Linked DNA regions of Gossypium arboreum: region 2 is linked to region 1. The links are chromatin contacts, called in public Hi-C maps. All regions are on one chromosome and are shown on one strand. Each heading gives the region's core, a stretch centred on a gene start, on an enhancer-like site or on the middle of the called end of the contact. The rest is flanking DNA. Distances are from core to core; before and after follow the strand shown. Region 1 has its middle 9.5 kb from the start of LOC128286942. Region 2 holds the start of LOC128286646 (aspartic proteinase nepenthesin-1-like).

Region 1 (6,190 bases), core at 2,197-4,696:
TAGTTGTGTAAGCTATTAATAAAAATAAATAAATTTTGTAATAAATATCAAGTTTATTGTATAATTTTAGTTATACTTCTATGTTTTGAAATTATTTTCGTAATTTACAATTTAAATTTTGTGATAAATCTATAGTAATAATTATTATATTATTTTAATATAAAAGTACGAGTTTAGAAAAACTTTTGAATTGAAATATTTTTTCATCGTGTTACTAAATTGACATTTAAAAATATTTATAATATAATAAAAAGATGATAATTACACATTTAAAAATAATTATAATATAATAAAAGTTGTGATAATTATAATTATCATTTAATTTACCATTATTAGTTAAAAATAATTATAATTTAAAATTGAAATTATTACAAAAGTTGACTTTTATTTCTTTTAAAAGAGTTGTGCTAGTTTTATTTATGTAAAATAGAGCTAATAATTGAATAGAACTATAAACATCTTAATATCACTTAATTAGTATTAGAGTTATATACCAATTAAATTTAACTTTAGTTTTATAAATAGAATTCAATAGTTAGATAATAAGAATTAAAGTAATAGTTCTTCGATATTGTTAGCAATAATAAATTTGATTTATATAAAAAATGAAGCATTAAAGTAATAGTTCGTCGAAGAAGCGATCTTAATTCATATTCAGACAACAATGGCACTCGAGAGAGATAAATATTAATTTTTTTTGTGAAAAAACTTAACTAAAAAAATCTCTATGCCTACAAATTAGCTACCCTACCATTCCAATAATTTCCTAAAAAAGTCCTATGATCTGAGTTATTCCTCCTAAATGAATCTCAGCTATGTGCTATGCAATATTGTTCAGCCCAACTTATTGATATCTTAATGATTTCCAAAAAATTCCAAGCTAAGCCTTGGAAAACAGAAAGATTCCTGCTTTTCCATATACGCTAGACTAGAAACCTAAAAAGGTAGGCCGGAGGGCCCCATTACCCCTCATCCAACCCGTATCACTTAAGTTTGTTTTAATACAATCTAAGAGATTTTCGAAGAAAAACTGAGGTTAGCAATTTCATGGTACAAAAAACTTCCACATTCTCAATACCCGAAAAGTCCCTGATAACATGCAAAATATCTTCAACTCCATGGGAATAGACCAGGCACGATGGGTTTTGCGCGATTCCCCTTCTAACACATTTTTGATTGGTAAGCAATCTCTATTTGCAAACAAGCCATAAGAAAAAAACGAATTTGTTGTGGTCCTTGATTCTTCCAAACAATTGTCCACCGATCATCTCATTCATTTCATGTGTCTTTTCTAATCATATGATAAGTGCTTTTTACCGAAAATCCGTCGTTAGCTATATGAGTCCAAAAAATTTTGTCTGGACCTGGTGAAGGGTGTGGGGGAGGAATGCTCACAATTATTTTAACAACTTCTTTAGGTAGTCGCTCTCTAAAGGCCTATAAATTCCAAGCTCCATCATCTCTAACCATATCTGTTAGAAGACAATTCATGGTTGGACGGTCAATAAGAGAAGCCAACGTTTTTAATGGTCCTACTTTTGGAATCTAGAAATCTTCCCAACAACGGATTGAGGAACCTTCACCAACAGACCATCATCAATTCCCTCTTAGCATGGGCCAAACTTTTGCAATCCCTCTCCAGATAGCTGAGCTACTTCCTTTTTCAATGCTTTTAGGAATCCTTTCACTCATACTATATTTTGTGTGCATCACCCTAACCCATTAAGCTTTCTCCTTATTGACAAGATTAAATCCTAATTTTAGCAAAAAAAGAGGCATTCTTATATTCTAAATGGCGAATGCCTAGGCCACCAAACTTACAAGGCTGACACACATAATCCCAATTATCTAGTATCATATTTCGTTTACTTGCAGTACCTCCCTAGATGAATTGTCCAGCCAAGCGCTCAATCTCCTCGCATACCCCTTTTTGGTACCCGTATGGACTGCATAAAGTAATTTGGAATAGCGAGGAGGACTGATTGTGCTAAAGTGAATCTCCTTGCCATAGAGAGTTGTTTTGCATCCCAATTACACAACTTAACTTAGACCTTCTCAACTACAAAACCCAAGGTTGCGTTAGTGACTTTTTTATGAAAAAGAAGAATTCCTAAATACGTTATCAACTTTTGGACCTTTTGAAAGCCTAGTAATCCGCTTAATTGGTTGCTTAGATTTTCAACAAATCCTCGAGAGTAGAAAATATTGGTTTTTTGTGCATTGACTCGGTGGCCCGAGATGATACAAAAATGATCTAGAATGTTTTTTATTAGGGAGCCATGCTTTATATCTGCTCTGGAGAAAATTACTAAGTCATCAGCAAAGAAAAGGTGTGACAAAGTTGGTCCTATCCGTGCAAGCTTGATAGGAATCCATTCACCAGAACTCTCGGCTATTTTGATGCTATGGCTTAACCATTCCGTACATAAGAAAAAAAAGTAAGGTGACAGTGGGAATCCTTGATGTACTCCTTTTGCAGGTCAAAATTTTGATGTAGGCACTCCATTCCAAAAAACCTGCATAGTGGAAGTTGAAATGGTCGACATAATCGCTTTATGTAAAAAGTTTGATATCCTGGCTGCTTGCATAGATTTATTAATGAAATCCTACTGAATTCTATCATAAGCTTTCTCCAAATCATTTTTAATGGCCATCCATTTTTTACTTTTTCCTCACATAGAGTGAATAACTTCTTGAGCAATTAGAATATTATCAGAGATACTTTGGCCAGCGATGAACCCATCTTGTTCCTGTGCAATAATTTTAGAGAAAAGAGCTTTAAATCTGTTAGCTATTACTTTTATGACCTACTTATAAAGCACAAAGCACAAGCTAATAGGTCGAAATTGTGACATTTCTTCTGGTTAAGTAATCTTTGGAATAAGAACAATAAGTGTATTGTTTAATTCATGGTCAATGGGTTTTCCTTTAAACACTTTTTTCGCCCATTCGCAAATTGTCCCCCTGATGTTATCCCATTGATTTTGAAAAAAATAGTGCATAAAACCTATCACTTCCGGGGGCTTTAAGCGGGGCCATATCAAAGATAGCTTTTTTAATTTCTTCATTTGAGACATCCTTTCCTAGAAAGTCAATGTCACTTTGCTCCATTCGAAGGAAAGAACTAGGTGGTTATTCTTTCATTTCACACAACTGCTCTCCATATATTGTTGAAAATAAGATACTGCTTCCGATTGAATCTTGTCTAGTTCGTATAGCCAGTCGCCATTTCTATTACGTATGTCGTTAATACGATTGATTCTCCTTCTATGTAGTGTCCGGTTATGAAAAAATTTTGTGTTTCTGTCTCCGAACTTGAACCAATCACATCTTGACTTTTGTTTCTAAAGTAACTCTTCATGATAAGCACTTCTTCTAGCACTTTTCTAATACCCATTTCCCTTGTAGTTATTCTAGCTGAGTTTGACCTTCCATTTCACTTTGAACTCGATTTAGGGGTTGTAAAGTTTTTGCTTACGCTCCTCAATGTGACCATACACCTTTTTGTTCCACTCTTTAAGGCCTATGGTAAGTTTCCCCAAGGTGTCAGACATGCTTCCGCCATAATTCCACAGATCTTTTACGATAGTTGAAAAATTTGGATGTTGGGACCATGTGGTCAGAAAGCAAAAGGGGCGTCCTTTTTGTTACTAGCATTTCGAAAAAGCTTGGAGCCAAACAGTGTTCCCTATTACACGGTCCAATCTCTCAAAAGTCCCTCATATTTGCCAAGTAAATGGTGGCCCTCTGGATAAGAAAGAAATTAGGATGATTTTGAAGCGCTTATTCGAAAACTATGATGCAAGACTTGAAATTTTTACTCCAAGATTGAGTGGATTTTCATTCTTTTTTTTTTTGGTAGTGGTATCCATCTTTATTCTTTCCAAAAGAATAATTGGATGGTTGTGTGATGTTGTTTAACCTTGCTTGAGGTGGGGTTGTGTTAAAGTGGTGACGTGCCATCCAAGGAGTATAGACGGTGCTTACGTGGGTGGTCGTAAAATTTCTAGCCTGAATTAGGCCCTGCCAGATGGGAAAGGTCATCGATTCTTAAAAAAGGTTGTGTCACTTTTTTTTTTCATTTTTTTAATCTTTTCGCTTAATTTTTTTTATCGTCGAATGCATGTTTTTGTACGTCTTTCATGTAAAATCTTGTATGGCCATACATGATACAGCATTTATGGTAAATTTTTTCTTTGACTTTTTTACGTTAATAATAACTTATTTTTGACAAGTCTAGTTAGTTTTACATTAAGTGTTGAGTTTCGCACTTTGGTGTCTCTTGATTTTGGTCTTTTTAGGTTTTAGTTTTTTCTGTTGTTTATAGAAGTTAGGTTCCTTGAAAGTTAGTTGATATCTTATTTTCTATATCATTTTTTCGTTGTGGCGCCTGTGCTTCTTTCTCCTTGTTAGTGACTCGATCTTCCTTTGGAGTTTTCTTGGTGAGTTTTCAGGTTCATTAGATTTTCTTGGCTTCTGTGGTACTAGTTTCTTATTTTCTTCCTACTTTCCTATCGATTGGTTACTTTTATTTGGATCTCTGTGTGTTTTTCTGTGATTCTCTATAGTGCAGGTGTTGGAACGGTTGGCAGCCTCTCTTGGGGTTTGCTCAGGTTTCACCTGGTGGTCTTGTGAGAGTGTCTTGTGGTTTTATCGGTGTTTTTGATTCTTTCCAGTCAAAGTAATAGCGGAAGAATTGAAAGATCTTCTTAAAAAGCTGTCTGTCTCTAAAGAAGAATCAAAGTGTGTGTTTAGCTCTAGTAGATTCTCATCTACTTCAAAGGGTTACGAGGCTTAGGCGATTGGCAATGTTATGTCGAATGAAAAAATCAATAAAGAATTAATGTATAGGGTTTTACGGTCAGTGTGGTATACAAAAGAAGAGGTGAATTTTTTGGAACTAAAGGAAAAAGTCATTTTGGTAAAATTCGGGGAGGTGGATGATAGGCCAAGAATATTAAACCTTTCTCCATGGCTTTTCGATCAAAATCTATTTTCACTAACTCTGTATGTGAAGGACAAAGAGATAGAAGTGTATACTTTCAACCTTTCACCCTTCTGGGTGAGAATATACAACATTCTATTTGATCAAATGGATAGACAAACAACGCTAGAAGTAGGAGAAGCAATTGGTGAGGTGATGGAAGGTAAGAATAGATATACTAAAGCCCCTAAGAAAAGTGGTCTATTTTGTGGGAAAAGAAGATGATGAAATTGTTTGTGCCATAAAATATGAATGACTCCCGGCTTTTTACTGCAAATGTGGTATCATATGGCACAAAACACAAAAGTGTATGACAGAAGGAGGCCAAAAGGAGCTTGAAAAAGCTGAACTCCAGTATGGAAACTAGTTAAGGGTGCAAATGGGAAATACAACCCAAGGAAAATGAAATTGGAGGAATGGTGTAGAGTTCTTAGAAGGGGGGGAATGAAGTAATAGTGCGACGCAAGTAAATAAAAAAGAAAAAATAGAAGAAGCAAATGAAGTGATGAGAGGATTCGAAAAAGAAAAAAACTAAAGTGGGAGATGATGAATCTGAGTCGAGCTCTCATACTAAAAAAAGGCAAGTTCGGGAGATACGTGATGGGGGAGGAAAGAACCGAACGAAAAGAAAAAAAGCAAGAGGTGGAAATGGGAGCATCGTTGAAGATAGCCCAATTCGACTAGTGCGCAGAAAACTAATGGATGGTACCTGACCTCACCAGCCACCGCCAAGAGCAATGAAGCTCCTATTTTGAAATTATTATGGGATTGGAAACCCTGTGACAGTTCGAGAGTTGAAGCAACTTCTTGTTGCAAATGATCCCGATGTTATTTTTTTATGTGAAACAAAAGTGCAAAATAACAAGTTTTCTTGTATTTGAAATAAATGCAGGATGGATGGATGTATGGTTGTCAGTGCTAGAGGAAAAAGTGGCGGTCTTGCGATAATGTGGAAGGAGGGCACACATGTTGAACTAAAAAATTACTTTAAAAATCATATTGATTCTTTGATTCATATGGATAATGGCCATCCCGTTAGATTCACAGGGTTCTATGGGAATGTCGACTCTAACAATAGAAGAAGCTCATTAGACATGTTGAAAAGGGTGGGAAGCACAGTCAAGGAAACTTGGATTATCGAAAGAGACTTTAGTGTAATTCTTAACGACTCGAAAAAAGAGGGCGGTCCTAGGAAACCTAGAGCTT
Region 2 (6,814 bases), core at 1,294-3,793, 120 kb after region 1:
GATATTAACATATTTGCATTATTTTAAAAATACTTTTTTATTTTTAATTAATGATTTTAGTACATTTATAATTAAGCCTCAAGAAAAAACAGGGAAGGGAAAGTACTATGTTGTCGGTGGGGTAAAAAAATAATTAAGCACCAAAAGTACTTTTAGAAGAGGAAAAGCTAAAAATTTTAGTTTCTCGTTTCCAAAAATGTTTTTCATAAGTGTATTTGAAAAGGAAAAAAATTTCAACTAAAAACAGTTTGTTTAACACTTTTTTTATTTCAAAAGTATTTTTCAAGCCGAAAGTGTTTTTTTTTAGACATTACTAAATAAGCCCTTAGAAACTTTAGGTACACATGGAAAGTTTTACAAAAATATAGAGGGCAGGTTTGCCATTATCCCTTAATGTTATATTGTTTGAACTCTTAAGCTTATATAAATAAAGTGAAGAAATGTAAGTATTTTTTGAGGCCTAAAGAAAAGTTAAAAATAAAACAAAACAATTGGATTGATTAGTAGATTTTGATTCGGACTAAAAATGTGTTGTGCCTTAGTTGGAGGAATTAATTCTTCTTTAATTTACAAATCTATAATACTTAATCGTTTAGGTTACCTAAAGTATTAACATAAGTAAAAGTTTTAATTAAAAGTATTGAAATAGTTTACTTGAAGGGAAAAATATAAAATTGGTATCTAAATTTGTCCATTTATTTTAGATTGGTATTTTATATTTTCATTTTTCAAGTTGGTATCTGAAATTTTTTTGTCAAATAAATTAGTACTTTTTTATAACACCGTTAAGTTCAGGACATGTGACAAAATAATATTGTCACATGTTGTATTAATGACATCATGATGTTATAATTAATAAAAATATATTAAATATTTTTTTTACAAACTGCTCATGGTCGTCATCCCAAGCGATGGTGCAAAGATGCTGTCGGTCGTCTGCAAGCGTTTCAGTAACTGCCAAGGTTGCCTCTGTTTCGAGTATGACCACATTGTTTCTTTCCACAAAGGCCTATTTCTCACAACCCATTCACTTTTTCACCAATTCTCTTCTCCTTGCTTTGTTTTTTCATTTTTCTTTCTTTCTTGAGATTTTAATTTTAGCTGATTTGGAATGGGTTTAGTGTGATAGCGTTAATTTGAGCTTAATGAACAATTGAATCAAAAGAGGAGCCAAAGAGTAATGATTCATGTATTGGTAGGGTCTTGTACAGTGTAAGGCTTGAGACAAATACAATAACTGTCTTCGACACCGTTGTTAAGTACTCCTTCGATAGAAGATGTCAACGTCGAACATGAAGTTGTTGTTAACGCAATCGACTTTTCGAACAAAGAACAAGCAGCAACAACAATAGAAAATGGTGAAGGAGAGGAAATGAAATCAACCATTGAAAACAAACATGTTTAGTAGAGCAAAAAAGAACAAAGGAAACTGGGAGAATAAAGGAATACTGAGAAAAAGAAGGAAAAAATGGAAAGAAAATAGAATAGTTGTTAAAATATATTATTTAGATTACGACATTATTATAAGGTCATTAATGTCATGTGTCATAATATTATTCTGTCATCTATCTTGAACATAACGACGTTATAAAAAAGTACCGACTTAGTTGACGGAAAAAAAGTTTGGATACCAACCTATGACAATAAAATCATAAAGTATTAATTTGGGAGAAGTGAATAAATTTAGATACCAATTTTATATTTTTTCCTTAACATAAAAGATAAAGTAGTAAAAATTTAAATTAAAAATTAAAAAAGGTAAAATTTTGATAAAAATAAAATTTCTTCCAAATAAGTATAAATTTTTTTTACGCGAGTGATTAAAATTATCAAACAAAATTAATTTATTACTAACTTATGTATTATGAAGTGTTGAAAAACAATACCCTTATTATGAAATATAATAAATTTTTTTGAATATTTACCATTCTGTCCGTAATTAATCTCCTTGCTTGAATATTTTTTCCACTATATTTTTTCTTCTTGGCCTCTTTCAGTCTTTCTTCTTCTTTTCTAGTGAAGTTAAAAACTGGTGTTCAATGTCATCAATATACCTCACATTTCTATTAACATATACTTGGTCTTTCTTGACAAAATCGGAGTTTTAGGCACACTGGAAATTTCACAACTCTTTCTTCTCCCGCTTCCCTCACCGTTTACCCTTTCACTCTCAACCTGTAGCAACCCTTGAGGCCTCGTTTCTTCATTAAGCCCAGCTTCAACCACCTCATTCGCATTTATAGAATCAAGGCCCATCTCCCTCATCAGCCCAAGTTCTTCACTTGAATCATTCATTCTTTCTTTGGTAAATAAACATATAAGAAAATGGAGGATTCTTATCCATATATGAACTTAACAATTGGGGCAGAATGTTCAATTTTAAGAGTTTTTTTCCCTAAATTTGGGTCCGCATTTTTGGTAACAAATGATATCATTAATACAACAGATAGGTTCTTGTCATTTAATTTTTCATTATACCAAGTAGTATCATCAATCAATAATTGTATTGTATATAAACACCAATGGCACAATCGTATGGTAGCCATACTTTTTCTTTTCAAAAATGCCTTCAACCCTTGGTTTTATCAATTCTAAATTGCTGTTTTGCCTCTTGGTAACGTCAATTCTATACCATTCTGCATTTGTTACTTCAAAACCTACTGGTTTCAGTCTAAGGGCTGTCATAGATGATTCTCCAGAGTCTCCATTATATCTTATTGAAAACTTGACTATAGCCGAAAGGCTAGAAAGATTGATCAAAATTTCCTATGCTAGGGTTAATTATTTGAATCTAGTTTCAAGTGGTGATGCAAAGCTAGTTCCTGATAATATTCGGATACCCATGCTCCGAGATGCTGTCTACTATGCGGTAGCGTTTACAATAGGAAGCCAAGGACATCCAGTGAAGTTGTTGATGGACACTGGAGGTGGTTTAATTTGGACCCAATGTCTGCCTTGCACAAATTGTTTCCCACAAAAGCTTCCAATTTATAATCCCGCTGCTTCCACCAGTTATGCCACGGCGACCGGAGACTCTACAATTTTGAACATGGTCGTTATTGTGTGTACAATGCTCAATACAGTGGTGGAGCCTCTACCAGTGCCATTGCGTCCACGGAAGCATTTCATTTCTTTGTCGACCAACATAGTACGCACCCGTTCAACGTCATCTTTGGGTGCTCGTATGATAGTCGGGATATTGCTTTTATGAACACTGACATTTTAGGGATCTTCGGGTTAAGCTTCTCACCGGATTCAATGGCATCCCAGTTTTCGGCTTTGATTCAACATCGATTCTCGTACTGTTTAGCCCCTTTTGATGATGTAACCCCTCGTCCTTTGGTTTTAAGGTTTGGAGAAGACATTCCACAACTGCCTCCACAAAGTGTTGGATCAACACAGTTGATAGCCTCTCCCACATCTTATTTTTTCTACTTGGGATTGAAAGACATATCTGTTGCAGGTCATCGTATAGGATTTCCACCATCTATTTTTCAGATTAAGCCAAATGCAGGGGCAGAAAATAATTTTTGGGGGCCGAAGGAAATTTAATTTTTTACAGTTTATATATTTATAATTTTTAAAGGATTAAATTGAATTTTTATAATTTTAAGGAGGGCTAAAGTGCAATTTTACCTTTACTAATTTAAAATTTTAAAAAAATTTAAAGGGCCTAAATGAAAATTTCCCATTTTAGGGGGGGCCGGGGCCCATGCCTCCCCCCCCGTTTCGCCCCTGGCCAAATGGGTTGGGGGGTTTCTTCATAGACTCTGGAGCTTTGTTCACTCATATTGATGCTGATGCACTGGGAGGGAATGCATATGCTGAAGTACTAAAGGTGTTTGCTGCTTACTATGGGTCAAAATATCTTAAACAAACAGGGGCAAGTCCAGAAGGATTTGAACTATGTAGAGCGTCCACCAAATTTTGATGAATTTGCAACTTTAACGTTCCATTTTGATGAATCTGTTTACACCGTCAATGGGCAATATATGCATGTTATTGCCCCTAATTTTTTCTGCGTAGGAATATTAAAAGGAAGTTCGGTTTCTGTTCTTGGAGCATGGCAGCAACAAAATAAACGTATCATTTACGATGGGGGAAGGGGTGTACTCGAATTTGCTGATGAAAATTGTATGAATGATATTGCATGATTGAATCCAGACAAACAAGTTTATTTATTTTTAATCATTCGGAAAGTTTTCACTAAATTCAAAATTTTCTTTCTGCCAATTTCATTATAGTTTCTCTTACATGTATTCTTGAGCCTTTACATATTAATTATAATAAGAGTATTAAAGTTTTGTTCAAGGTCAAAGTCTTTTTCTTTTCCTTGAATGGAGAGAGCCTAAAATTTAAACATCACAAACAGAATTGCACACACGACTATCAAGTACTCTTTTAGGTGGGTGGTGATTGTGGTACAGATATATCTTTTACCTCTATCATTATTTTCAATTTTATCGGATATAAATGCACTGCCTTTTCAAAATCATTCTAAAACTATTTAGGAATTTTTATAGGTGATTTTCCAAATTTATAAAAGTAGAAGTCATAGGTAGTGCTCATTTTTACCATGTGATATTCACAACCTTATTAGCGTCTCAGAAAATGTGCTTGAACTTCACTTGCCAATCTCCAACGCACCAAAATGCGTCGAGCTTCAAGACCATTGTTGTCGCCCATAATGAATTCTATGGAAGTAAAACAATCACTATCCAGCTGTACCACGCGGAAACCAGCTTACTAAGCAACAGTGAGACTATCGACCATAACCCTTAATTTTGCACAGAAAATTGAGTTAATGTTGATCTAACCACTGAATCCAATAATCCACTTGCCGTCGCTTCTTTGCAACCCCTGATGGATGCCAAGTGCGAATTATTCTTGACCGAATCAGCTATATTAATTTTTTTTCTACCCATCTAATAAAGGGGTTCACTCAATTCTTTTAATTTTTAAGTAATGGAAAGAAATCAGATGTATCACCATATGTAATGAATGTATTTTTCGTTAAATATAAAAGATCATTTAGAAATTAATTTAATTTTTGAATTATTATTTAATTAATTATAATTAAATAATTGAGTTTAAAGTGAGAATTAAATTAATAAGTCAATAAATTTATTGAATAAGACAATTAAATTAATTTCCTTTTGAATTCTAATACAGTAAAGTTGTTATAACTTTAACCAAATTGGATATGGATTGAGAGAATAATTTAATTGAGAAATTAATATAATTAATTAATATTTTGGAAAATAAAAAATAATTATTGGGTTAGATAAATTATAAATGTTGGATAAAAGTCCAAATAACACATATAGTTGTACTAAATACATGAAAGACTCAAATTACGCCTAGTTAATTGATAGATGAGACAAACCCTAGTATTTACAAGGGAGTGTTGTAGCTCCTCCTAGATTCTACTTAGAGTAAAATTTGTATTTTCTATGAATTATTATTATTTAATTAGACCTTATTCGAACAGAACTCTTGTATTGGTTCTATATAAATAAGAACTACGAGTTAACTTAGATACACACGTTATATAGTACTGATATTATGTCGAAATATAATGGAAATTAATTTTTAAGGATAAATTTTATTTTTTGGAAAAAAATACTCATAGTTTTCAATTTATTGGGAGAATTAACTTTCCCATTGAAAATTAAGAAAAAAAAATATTTTGTGCACTTGTTTCAATTTGTTTGAATCCCCACTCAAAAAAATTTGGGATTTGAGGATAACTAGTAAGATCGACCAGTTGAAAGTTGGGAAATGACCTAGACCATTTTCAGTTTATAGAGAGAATTAACTTTCTCGTTGAAAGTTAAGAAAAAAATATTTTGTGCACTTGGTTCAATTTGTTTGAATCCCCACTCAAAGAAATTTGGGATTCGAGGATAACGACTAAGATCGACCAGTTGAAAGTTGGGAAATGACCAGACCATTTTCTTACTAAACATCGATATAATTTCAATAAAAAAGTTTATGGATATAAATATTTCAAAGCTTGGTTTTAAGAAAATTATAAATTTTGATTGTGCCTAAAAATATTGTTTTTTACCTCGACTTTTTCAACATAGAGTGAGTCAAAAGACTTCCTTTTGAAAGGCAGCCAAAGAAATTGCCTTATTTGTTGAGGCCCCATAAATCTCCAAAAAAAATAAAAAATTCCAAACCTTGCTATCTTAATCCCAATTCGATTTAGTGAGGTTTTTATAGGTAGAAGCAATGGTGCAATTATTATTGCTACTCCATCTCCTCCAACAAAAATCACAACTTGCTTAATCATTAGGACGATTAATTCTCGCAATAGTGAGGACCACTAAATGGCTTAATTGGAAAGTAAAGTTTTACCAACCCCGATTACCAGTATCATCAAGCATAGATGCCATCGCATTGTTTTCATTAATTTCAGAAGGAAACTAATAATGATTTCGAAGGGGACCTAATTTCGGGATCCAATTATCAATCTAGAATTTGATGTTCTTACCATTGCCAAGGCTCCAACATATGCTATTATGAACTTTATCCCAAACTTCAGAGATAGATTTCCAGGTTTAAGAAAAATTAGCATGAGTAATATGAATAGGACACTCCTCTTTAACTTTGTACTTGCTTCGTAAAATTTTAACCAACAAGGCCTCTAATTTACTAATTATTTATAAACTGAGGTTCATAATGAAAGAAAATTTTTGCTCATTGAGTTTTCAAAACATGAGACCCTAGTCCTTAGTGGGTTGACATAAAAAATATCCTAACAAACCGAAGAGTTTCTTCGAGCAACTTCCGTCGAGCCTCAAATGAA

The links. A called contact is a pair of places that touch in the nucleus more often than the background predicts.
Region 2: a contact with region 1 is called in a Hi-C map of leaf, with 2.5 times the contacts expected there. The contact joins the promoter of LOC128286646 here to the enhancer-like site in region 1. A contact is called at or near these places in 2 of 5 Hi-C or Micro-C datasets (both in leaf).

Annotation. Positions count from the first base shown.
Region 1 is chr13:111,359,940-111,366,129 of ASM2569848v2, forward strand. No RefSeq gene overlaps it. Among protein-coding and RNA genes, the nearest start is that of LOC128286942, 9.5 kb to the left of the region's middle. Within about 2 kb of position 3,447, at least 1 of the 2 cell types and tissues checked has an H3K27ac peak or open chromatin away from gene starts, as enhancers often do. A contact at or near this core is called in leaf, where this site is marked.
Region 2 is chr13:111,476,935-111,483,748 of ASM2569848v2, forward strand. It overlaps LOC128286646 (aspartic proteinase nepenthesin-1-like), which reads left to right and starts at 2,544. Exons shown (of 1, transcript XM_053023972.1): 1 at 2,544-3,593. The coding sequence starts at 2,564. The coding sequence ends at 3,211. It overlaps LOC108462670, which reads left to right and starts at 3,259. Exons shown (of 3, transcript XM_017762590.2): 1 at 3,259-3,463; 2 at 3,768-3,838; 3 at 3,882-4,154. The coding sequence starts at 3,259. The coding sequence ends at 4,154.